Linked DNA regions of Mus musculus: region 2 is linked to region 1. The links are chromatin contacts, called in public promoter capture Hi-C maps. All regions are on one chromosome and are shown on one strand. The core of a region is the stretch at or near the end of the contact, and the rest is flanking DNA. Distances in the headings are between cores, read along the strand shown. Region 1 holds the start of Kif18b (kinesin family member 18B). Region 2 holds the start of 1700052K11Rik (RIKEN cDNA 1700052K11 gene).

Region 1 (5,287 bases), core at 1,768-4,267:
CTTCTCCTCTTGACTCTAAAGCCAGAGTCAAATGGCTGAACCTGCTAAGTTCTGCTGCTTGCTGGGGCTGGAAAATGGCCCCCTTGTTTTATTATATTATTACCAGCTTTCTGTTTTCAACAAATTTATTCTCTTCCTAAGCTTGGTTATCCTGGAACTTGCTCTGTAGACTGACTTTGAACTCAGAGATTTGCATGCTTGTTTCCTAAGCATGGGATTAAAGGTGTGGTTCACCATGCCTGAATTTTAAGTTTTTTTCTATTTGGAACTTGCTCTGTACCAGGGTGGCTTTAAACTTAGAAATCTGCTTGTCTTTGCCCCTCCTGGCTTGTACTACCATGCCTGAAACCGAATTTAGCTGGGTGGGATTTCAAGCCAAGTTCACCACTCCCTTAATTCGATTTAATATCCTTGAACACAGGATTCAGCTTCATTTCACTTCCTGGTGCCCCTTTAATACCACATATTTTATACCTTTCCTTTCTAAGCTTGCTATGCTTGTTCAAAATGTTCTTCATGAGACTTAACCAAAGAACAAAGTCCCCACTGGGCTTTTTGAGACTTACTTTGTCAATGCAATTAATATAAATCTCTTTACCTTAGCCTCACCATAGACTCTTCAGACAAGGGCAAAAGCGGCCACATTCTTCACCAAAATATCACAGAAATAGTCTCTAGGCCACACACTGAAATTCTTCTCCACTGAAACCTCTTAGGCCAGGTCTACACAGTTCAAATCACTCTCAGCAACAAAGTCTCCCATATTCCTACTAGGATAGCCCATTAAGCACCACTTTAAGCATTCCACTGATGTCCAAATCCAAAGTCCACATTCTTACAAACAAAAGCATGGTCAGGCCTATCTCAGCAGTACCGAGTATGGTTCCTCATACCAACTTCTGTCTTAGGGTTTTACTGCTGTGAACAGACCCCATGACCAAGGCAACTCTTTTTTTTTTTAATTTATTTATTATATGTGAGTACACTGTAGCTGTCTTCAGACACTCCAGAAGAGGGCATCAGATTTCATAACAGATGGTTGTGAGCCACCATGTGGTTGCTGAGATTTGAACTCAGGACCTTCAGAAGAGCAGTCGGTGCTCTTAACCTCTGAGCCATCTCACCAACCCCCCTTTTTTTGTGGTTTTTCGAGACAGGGTTTCTCTGGCTGTCCTGGAACTCACTCTGTAGACCAGGCTGGCCTCGAACTCAGGAATCCGCCTCTGCCTCCCAAGTGCTGGGATTAAAGGCATGTGCCGCCACGCCCGGCTCCAAGGCAACTCTTATAAGGACAATATTTACTTGGGGCTGGCTTACAGGTTCAGAGGTTCAGTCCATTATCCTCAAGGTGGGAGCATGACAGCATCTAGGCAGGCACGCCTCAGGAGGAGCTGAGAGTTCTACCTTTTCATCTGAAGGTGGCTAGGAGAATACTGACTTCCAGGAAGCTAGGACATGGGTCTTAAACCCAGGCCCACAGTGACACATTTACTCCAAGGCCACACCTTCAAATAGTGCCACTCCCTGGACCAAATATATTCAACTCACTATACCCAGCATGTTTTAACTATACCCTGTATCATCTTATGTTATTATTAGTTATTAATTCTCTTCTCCCCCACCTCTGTCCCTTTTCAGGAACTCCCTATAGTTCAGGCTGATCTAGTATTTACCATGTACATGAAGCTGGCTTTGAACTTGTAACATTTTCCCTCTCCTGCCTTGGCATGTATCACAATCCCCACCTGTGATAAATATCTAAGTTTTTCCTATAGACTGGGAGCTCTGTATATCACATATCACTGTAACCTCTGAACCTGTCATAACAATCGTTGAATGAATCTGAGAACACCTAGTGCCATTTTATTGAACATCTACAAGGTGCGTTATTCACATTACGTTTTTTTTTTTTTTTTTAATTTTTACTTATGGGGATTTAGCTCAGTGGTAAAGAAAAGGCCTTGGGGGCTAGAGAGATGGCTCAGCGGTTAAGAGCACTGACTGCTCTTCCAGAGGTCCTGAGTTCAATTCCCAGCAACCACATAGTAGCTCACGACCATCTGTAATGCTCTCTTATGGTGTGTCTGAAGAGAGCAACAGTGTACTCATATACATTAAAAAATAAATAAATAAAATGAAAGACCAAGCAAACTTCACTCACTCAAAAGAAAAGGCCTTGGGTTTGGTTCTCAGCTTGGGGTGTGTGTGTGTGTGGGGACGTTTAGGGCGCAAAAAAACAAAACAAAACAAAAACAAAAACAAAAAAACCAGATTTACAGTAAGCGAGGAGGGAACTTCTTTACCAGGAAGCTATCATTAAACAACTGTTCCTTTTGGAGACGGAGAAGGCAAGAGTATTCAGTGTTCTTGTATCTTTGTACTAACCCTAACTTCATGTAATTTTGTTGTTTTTGTCCTCACTAAACTAAGTGTGGTGAATAAATAATTTGAGTCAAGTTATCCAGTATTAAATGACTCTACTAGCTTGTTCACAGTTGTGGTGAAAGAAACCCTACAGTAACCTTTACATGCCCCAGACTTGCTCACAACGCCACCATGAGGACAGTTTACTTGAGAGAGAGATCGAGTAAAGTTCTCATGTAGCTCAGGCTGGCCTGGAACGCTCTACCTGGAGGGTGGCTGGTTTCGAACTCAAATAGATCCGCCAGCCTTTGCCTTCTGCGTGATGGGATTAAAGGCACGAGCCACTCTGAATTGGAGGGTGCCTATTTAAGCCACAAAAGCAGGTTTTAAATTCTGTCGAATGTGTGGTCGCTGTAACCGCTGCTGAACTCAGCCCACAGACCACAGAGACGGGGCAGGCCCCCTGGTTACACTGCTAGAGACTCGATTCTGGTGGCAATTCCGCTCCGTCCGGTTTGATTTGGCCAAAGAAACCCAAGGCGCGCAAGAGAACTAGTGCGCAAGCGCACCCCCGGCTGTCTTTGTTACTTAGGAAACAGCCAATCAGCGAGCCGGGCGGTGACCAATGAGAAGCGCGGATGAGCGGACCGGCTAGTTTGAACGCGCCGCGCCGGAAGAAGGTTGGTTCGGTGGAATCGGGTGTGGGGGAGCTCTCTCCTGAATCCGAGGGCTCCTGTCCGAGGCGGAGGGACGCGTAAGCGACCCCCGACACCAGCACCGGGAACCGACGAGAGGTAGGCTTTGGTCGACGGTGGGGCGGCCCCGCGGGCTCGGTGCAGAGCTGTCGTTTGCGCGGGCTCGCTGCAGTTGTCTGGAACCCGAATCAGCACTTGTTTGGGCAGGTCAGGGACGAGTAGGAGGGCACTTCCTTTACACCGAGAATGCAGCCGATCGTGATCTCTGCGTCCCACGGTCCGGGGCCCATATTAAGTCCTCTCATGTATACCCGGTCCTTTGAAAGGTGCACCCGGCTCCGTAGCAGCTACCCCTCCTCGTGTGGGAGGTGGAATTGGGTCTTTCTACAGGTCAGAATTGGAGATCTGGGACGCCCGGCAGGAGAGAATGGGAGAACCACTCCGCTCCTCTTGTCAGAGCTGATTACGCGGCTGTGTGTGTACCGAGGGAGGCAGCTTGGTTACTGGGACACTCCTAAACACTGGCGAGCATGAAAGAAAACCAGGCCTCTATTAGTACCAGGATGATCGAGTCTTTTAGCCTTGGACATTTGAGCTACTGTGACAAGTACAAGGTAGAGCCTGTTTTGTGCCAAAGAACTTAAAATACTGGTTTGTGTTGGTTTTGGTGGTTCAGTGCATCATAGGGAAATGATGTATCATATAACTTTACCAGCGGTGTCTAATATTTGTTGGGCACTTAAAAACCGAATGCCATTCAAGCTTAACACAAACCTGGTGAGACAGATAATTAAAAAATATTACAATTTGCATGTTGAGAAACGGAGGCACAGAGTGTAGTTAAGCTTGACTTGGGAGGACATATATAATTTTACTTTTGTGGATGAGCTTTTTGTTGTTAACAGCGCTTCCTTCAATGTCCCTATCCTATTTCTTCCATGCCTATTTCATTATGGAACCATGCCCTCTGCCAGTCAGGATTTTAAGGCATCTCATTCTCCATTACTTTGTTTTTATCTAATTTCGCTCCATTTGTACCTTTTTTTCTCTCATGGTCTAGAGATCAAACCTAGCCCTAATACCTTTTTTTTAAAAAAAAGTATAGAAGCATCATATTATTAGAGACATTTGCAAAGCTTTTCTCTTATCTAGTGACACAGCAACTGAAATTATCATAATATTGTATAAACTATATTCTCTCTCCACAAACAGTTAAGTTATAAATACAAACTAGGCATAGTAAAATAATCCCAGCCCCTGAGAGAGAGGCAGAGGAGAAGAGTCTCTGAGTTTAAGGCCAGTTGTATTGAGACTCTTTCAAAACACCACACACACACACACACACACACACACACACACACAAATACAAATGAAAAATTGAATTCACACTTGGGAATTTAAAACAAAAATACACTGAAGTCAGTTAAATAGATCATAATTATAGTTAAAAGAGAGCTGGCATGGGGTTAGGGGTGTGAGCTAGTGGCAAATGCTTCCCTGGTATGCACTGAGGCCTGAGTTTAGTTCTCAGCACCCTCACCACGGTCCTCCCAAAATAGAAGCTATAGAAATTTTTAGTTGGTGTGAGGTCAATGAGGTGATTAAATTAGCTTAAAATTTACCTTCACACAAATGAAAACAAACAAACAAACACTCAATTCCCAGATATTTACAGTCAATTAGAAAAGCAAACCTTTTCTTTCCATCTTAAGAGTCTAGATTTTATTTTGAACGCGATTAAAATTACAAGTCTACCCTTTTTATAGGTGTGCTTGTAAAAACCTCATCTAAAACCTCAGGAACCAGAAAGTAGCATGTTCAAGGTCCTAAGTTCAGTCCTCTGCACTGCCAGGGCTCAGTGTCTGCGAGTGTGGGTCAGGGTAACCTGGGGATGGAGACAAATGCCATTAAGCTAACAAAATATGAAATGACAAAGAACATTCCCCTGTAAATGAGTAAAGATGCGAGAACACTCACTATCGCTGCTTCCAGCCGATCCTGTTCTAGGATTCCTAGCCAGTAAGACAAGAAAAATAAATCACAACTTATAAGAGGGAATAAGCAAGGCAGACATAGTGGTGGCGTGTGCGTATAGTCCCAGCACTTAGAGAGCAGAGGCACCAGGATCTCAAGGCCAAGCTGAGCTGTATATCCAGATCAAAGAAAAGGAAAAACAAAAGAAAGGCATCAACTATATTATAGCTCAGCATTAGGACATGTGCAGCACC
Region 2 (5,287 bases), core at 1,560-4,059, 2.3 Mb before region 1:
GGTCCAGGCTATGCAGTTCTTCCATCATTTCTACAGAAAAAGAAAGAGGGACAAGAAGCCATGAAAACTAACTGAAAAGAAAAAAGTTTTGTGTAAAACAAAACACACAGTAATTTTGTAAACCTCAAGGAAATACACATTCAAGTGCTATAAGTTATCTGATGTCATCAACAGTTATCTAAGATTCCGTAGCAGTTCAAGTTCTCACCTACGAGGATCGTTTCTACTTTTCCTGAATTCTAATTTGGTCTTTATAGGGGGAGGGAGGTATGGAAGTCTACCCCCCGTAATAATCCTAACATTCAAGAGGTATAAGTAGCAGACAGACACAAATTTAAGGGCAGCCTGGTCTACACACAGCAAACTCAAGACCACCTAGGGCTACATAAATTTAAAAAAAAAAATTACAAAAAAAAGTAAATAAAAAGAAATAAAGGGGCTGGTGAGATGGCTCAGTGGGTAAGAGCACCCGACTGCTCTTCCGAAGGTCCAGAGTTCAAATCCCAGCAACCACATGGTGGTTCACAACCATCTGTAACAAGATCTGACACTCCCTCTTCTGGAGTGTCTGAAGACAGCTACAGTGTACTTACATATAATAAATAAATAAATCTTTAAAAAAAAAAAGAAAGAAACTCTTCATATAAACTCTGTAAAAGTTAAGCAGAAGGGTAGAACAAGGGCAAACTTACAAATAGAAAACTCCTGTCAGATACCTTTCAATCTAAGTACTTCTAGAGATTTCTTTCCCAAACACATAAGAACTAGTTAAGCTAAAAATATGAGTCATTTAATAATTTCAAGTGAATCCAGAGTGAATCAGAAGCTGCAAATAACGTCAAGAAGCCCTACTGTATATAGCTCCTTTCTCTGAATAGCTCACAGTAGCTAGTGAAAAATGGAATTCTTTCATGGTAAATGTAATGTAGAACCCAACATAAACCATCAACCTACATTCACTCAGGAAATTGATGTAACTGTAACAATTCCTTTACAAAATCTTTTTCTGACCACTCCATGGAACAGTAGTTTCCTCTCCACTCTGGGTACCTGCTTGCACTCCTCCCAAACAGGGAGGAGCAGGAGGGCACCATTTTTAAACTCTTTTCCTGACCAATTAATGTAGATGCTATGAGCAAGTTTGTCCATCCGATGGGAGAAAGTACTCTTGCATCATCCATTAAAAAGTTCTTCAATATTGAGAATAGAAAAAGAGCATGCATCATAACATAGGAACCCTTCAAACATTCTAGTATTCCAGAGTTACTGGAGGCACTCCTGGAGTGATTGGCAGAAATTTGTATTAAAGTTCACTGAAAAAGGAATCAAACCTTCTCTGCAATCTAACAGCTCCATAATTTCCAGTAACATCCCCTACACCCGTCCTAACTTTCATTTCCCTTCCTGGACTGAATGCCTGGAGCAAAGGGGAATGAAAAGGTGACGAATTCAAGTTTCACTCACACACACAAGTAAGGAATTAGGAAACTGTTAGAATGGTAGAAAGGCATCTTAAAAAAAAAAAAAAAAGACTGAGAAGAAAACCGAGTTTTCCCTAAGTAGGTAGGTGGCCTTGCTCACTACTTGTCCTGCCCTAATAATCGAGGTCGGAAAGGCAGAGGTTACAATGCAGTCTCTCCCCAATCCCAAGGTCTCTGGAAACATTTCCCAACCCTCCATCCCCAGGCCTGGCCCAGAAAATGAGGCCCTAGCAGTTACCCCATTTAATGTCAACTCATGATCAGAAAATACCCACCCCATCTCTTTCCAGAGGGGCTTTGGACCGGGATCCTCCCAATGGCCCCAAGCCGGGAAGCAGGACCGATGGGGCCTGGTCCCGGCGCCCCTCGCCGGCTCCAAACTTTCCCCAACTCCGGGCCCACCTGTCACGGACGGAGCGAGGGACAGCTCTCGGGGGCGCCCCGTAGGCTGCCGAGGCCTCCAGCTCCCCGGAGTCGCCTCTCCCGGCAGGCCGACCGCCACACTCCCAGGCCTGGGCCTGGTCCATCTTCGGCCCGGCCCCTCGGCGACCCCGCAGCCCTCGGGGAGCACCTCCCGCCTCGGCGCCCAGGAGCTGCGGCACGACGCCGGCCCGGGTCGCAGCCTCCTCGGGCCCTGGAGTGGGGCCCCCGGGACGGTTAATACCCCAGGCCCCGGCGCCCTTCCACGTCCAGGGGCTGAGCTTCTCACCTGCCGCCGCTGCCGCTCCACTCTCCTCTCGGGAGGGGCCCCGACCCGACCCGGCTGCTGACCGCTCCGCTCTCCCCCTGGGCAGGCCCGGGGCGGAGCCGGGGCCTCTCCTGAGCGCCGCAACCCCCCGCCCGGGCAGCCGCCGGCGGCGCCGGGCTCCACGACAGGGCGGGCGGGGGAGGGGGGCCACGGAGGCCGCAGATCCCCGAGCTCGCGTACGGAGCCAGGCGGCTGACGCGGGCCCGGGCCCGGGCGGCCGCCGGGGGGCGCGGGGCCGGCCTCCTGGCGCCGGACAAAGGCCAAGGGAGGCGCAGAAGGGTCTGGGTCGGGCCGAGAAGTGGGGGCCCGCTCGGCTGGGGGCCACTCGGGTGCGGCGCGGAGGGCGGGATGGGGGGGGGGTCGGAACCGCTAGTGCCCAGGACCCGCCTCCGGCCCCTTAATCCGGATCGGTTCGGTCCGGATTAGTAGTGATCGGTGTAAACACACTAGTGAAACCGCGTGTTTCCTCGCGAGATTTGCACGGCTGGGAGGCACGGGGGGGGGGTGTTCCTGGGGTGGGGGGGAGGTAGTGCCGGCCGTGGGGGAGGGGACGGGAAAGGTGTTGGGGGGAGGGTCGCTGCTGCCCCCGGAGCTCCGCCTCCTCCAATCAGCGGCCGCGCTGGCGGGCAGGGGTTAACCAGGGGACCCCGCACCGGCGGAACAGGCCGCGCCTGACAGGGCTGCTGAGGGCGGGCGGCTGGCGGCGCTTGCGGCCCCGCCTGCGACGTGAGGGGTGGTTGGTCGGCTCGGGGGCGCCGGGTAAGCGGCCGGGGCCGGAGCCTCGGGAGCCCGCCTTTGTGGAGACAGAGTCGGAGGCCGACGGTTGGGCTGCGCCTCAGGCCGCGGAGCAGCGTCGGAGCGGCGACCCGGCGGGACTGCCGCGCTCGCCCTGCCTCTCATCTACACACATTTTTTGGGGTGAGGAAAGAGGTTGCTCTGCCCAGCGATGGATCCGAGGAGAGAGCCCGGGAGCGGGGCAAGGGGTGTCACTGAGTTCGCGGTGCCCACCCGATGTCCGCCAGCCGGCCATCCCCCGCAGCCATGGTCCACGTCCCCAGACCCCACGCCACGCCACGCCACGCCACAGGCACGGAAAGCCGGCCGGCGGCTCTCGCCTTCCACGTACCTGACTGGCCTGGCGTCTCCAGGGACAAAGGTGTCCTGGGATCACAGCCGAGCCCTCACCAGCATGCCCCCCTCCAGAGCGGAGGTCGCTACCCGCCCCCCGGGGAACTCTCTCAAAGCACCTAGGGGGAGGTTCCATCTTAACCTCCGGTGACAAGATGGCCCTCCTGGGGTGCTGGGGGCCTGCTCTTCAGAGTGTCTGCTGAGAGGGTGAGCGCCTGCGACAGGAGGGCTTTCCTGCATGGGAAAGGGTTCCACCTCTGACCCCAGCGCCAAAGGGGGAAAAAGTCACTTTCTTCACCTAGTTTCACGAGCCAAGACACGGACTTCAAAGTAACGACTCAGCTTTTTGTTTTCTTCTGATGCTTCCTTGACCAGATGTCTGAACGTGTCTGAAGGACTACAAGGGAATCACAAGAGAAACATTCAAGCTTTTACACAGCCGGCTTGAACTTTTCCAGGCGTTGGCAAGTACTCCAAAGTAGAATTCTGTTATTATTAATTTTTCCACATATTGACTGGACAGAGACCTGCCAAATGGGCAAAGGATGATAATTCCTTTTTGTACATTCTCCATCCTTCAGAACTCAAGTAGAAAAACTCAAATTGGGAGTCATCTTCCAGATCCCAGGCTGCTTGGAAAGATGAACGTTTTGAAGGGAAGAGGGGAAGAGCAAGTCAGGAGCAAAGGGTAGGGAAAGGGGGCAAGGAGGAGCCCCCAGAATGCAGTCAGTCTCAAGCATGAAAATGATGAACAAAAGGAGTGCACTGTGGCTCCTCAAGTCTGCACAGTGGGAAAACAAAGACAGTTCTTTGATTATAGTGAGATCAAGAAAATAACACCCACATTCCCATAACTTGGGAGACTGAGATGAAACAAGATTGCCAGCCTGGGTATCTTAAGACCAAAAGAAAGGGGCCTGGAGAGATGACTCCGTGGTTAAGATTGGCACTGTTCTTGGGTTTGCTCCAAAACATCTACACCCGTAAGGCTTCCATGGACAGTGCGTTCATGTGCACACACAGACATAATTAAAAATAAATCTGAAAAGAATATGGCCTGCAACTGACTATGCAGCATGGGCTGGCCTTAGGTGGTGGGTCCTTCGACCTCTTTCAGAGTTCTGGGATTACAGGCATGCAGCCACTATACACAGCCTAAAAATAACTCCTTAAATAACACTAGAGTGTCATAAATTAGGAGAGGAGACCAGAAGAGAAAGAGAAATGGACAGTTGAAACTGAGTTCTTCCAGCTGGTCCACAAACAAGTTGTCTGGGCCAATTATCTAATCGTTTCAAGTTTCACCAACCTTGTGCTAGAGCTAGAGGATTCCCAGTGCCCTTTCTAGACCACAGGTCCCATTTTCAGCTTTTTGTTTTGATAAAAGGTCTAATGTATAGCTGAGGCTAACCTAGATCTCCCACTGGCTGAAGATACTGTCAAACTTCTGGTCCTCCTGCTCCTGCTTTCCAAGAGCTAGGATTAATTATAAGCTAGGCAAGCAGTCTACCAACTGAACTACATTCCAAGCACACAGACTCACCTTTATCTGTTTTCAGAGAGTCTCACTATGTAGCCAAGATTGTTCTAAATTCTCAGTCCTTTTGTCCCAGGCCCTAGGAGCTGGCAGTATAGGCATATGCCCTGATGCCTGTTTCCTGAGTGCAGTTTTAAAGGAACCATTTGAAGACAGATGAAATTTTTAGTTTCACCTTTTTGGGGGGGAAGATGGGGGGTCAAGACAGGGTTTCTCTGTGTAGCCCTGGCTGTCCTGAAACTCATAGAGATCCGCCTGCCTCTGCCTCCCGAGAGCTGGGATTAAAGGCGAATGCCACCACTGCCCAGCAATTTTAATTTTCTATAAATGAAGCTTTATGTCTTTTTTTTCCTGCTATTTTGTGTGAGTTCTTCATGGATTCTCCCTCTGTTT

What was found. Promoter capture Hi-C pulls out the DNA fragments that hold promoters and counts their contacts.
Region 2: a contact with region 1 is called in a promoter capture Hi-C map of pre-B cells, with 2.3 times the contacts expected there. The contact joins the promoter of 1700052K11Rik here to the promoter of Kif18b in region 1. A contact is called at or near these places in 2 of 39 promoter capture datasets (liver and pre-B cells).

Annotation. Positions count from the first base shown.
Region 1 is chr11:102,922,854-102,928,140 of GRCm38.p6, reverse strand. It overlaps Kif18b (kinesin family member 18B), which reads left to right and starts at 3,017. Exons shown (of 16, transcript NM_197959.2): 1 at 3,017-3,158.
Region 2 is chr11:105,178,955-105,184,241 of GRCm38.p6, reverse strand. 1700052K11Rik (RIKEN cDNA 1700052K11 gene) reads left to right here and starts at 2,809. Exons shown (of 1, transcript NR_027956.1): 1 at 2,809-5,222. It overlaps Tlk2 (tousled-like kinase 2 (Arabidopsis)), which reads right to left and starts at 2,715. Exons shown (of 22, transcript NM_001112705.2): 1 at 2,191-2,715; 2 at 1-30. The coding sequence starts at 28.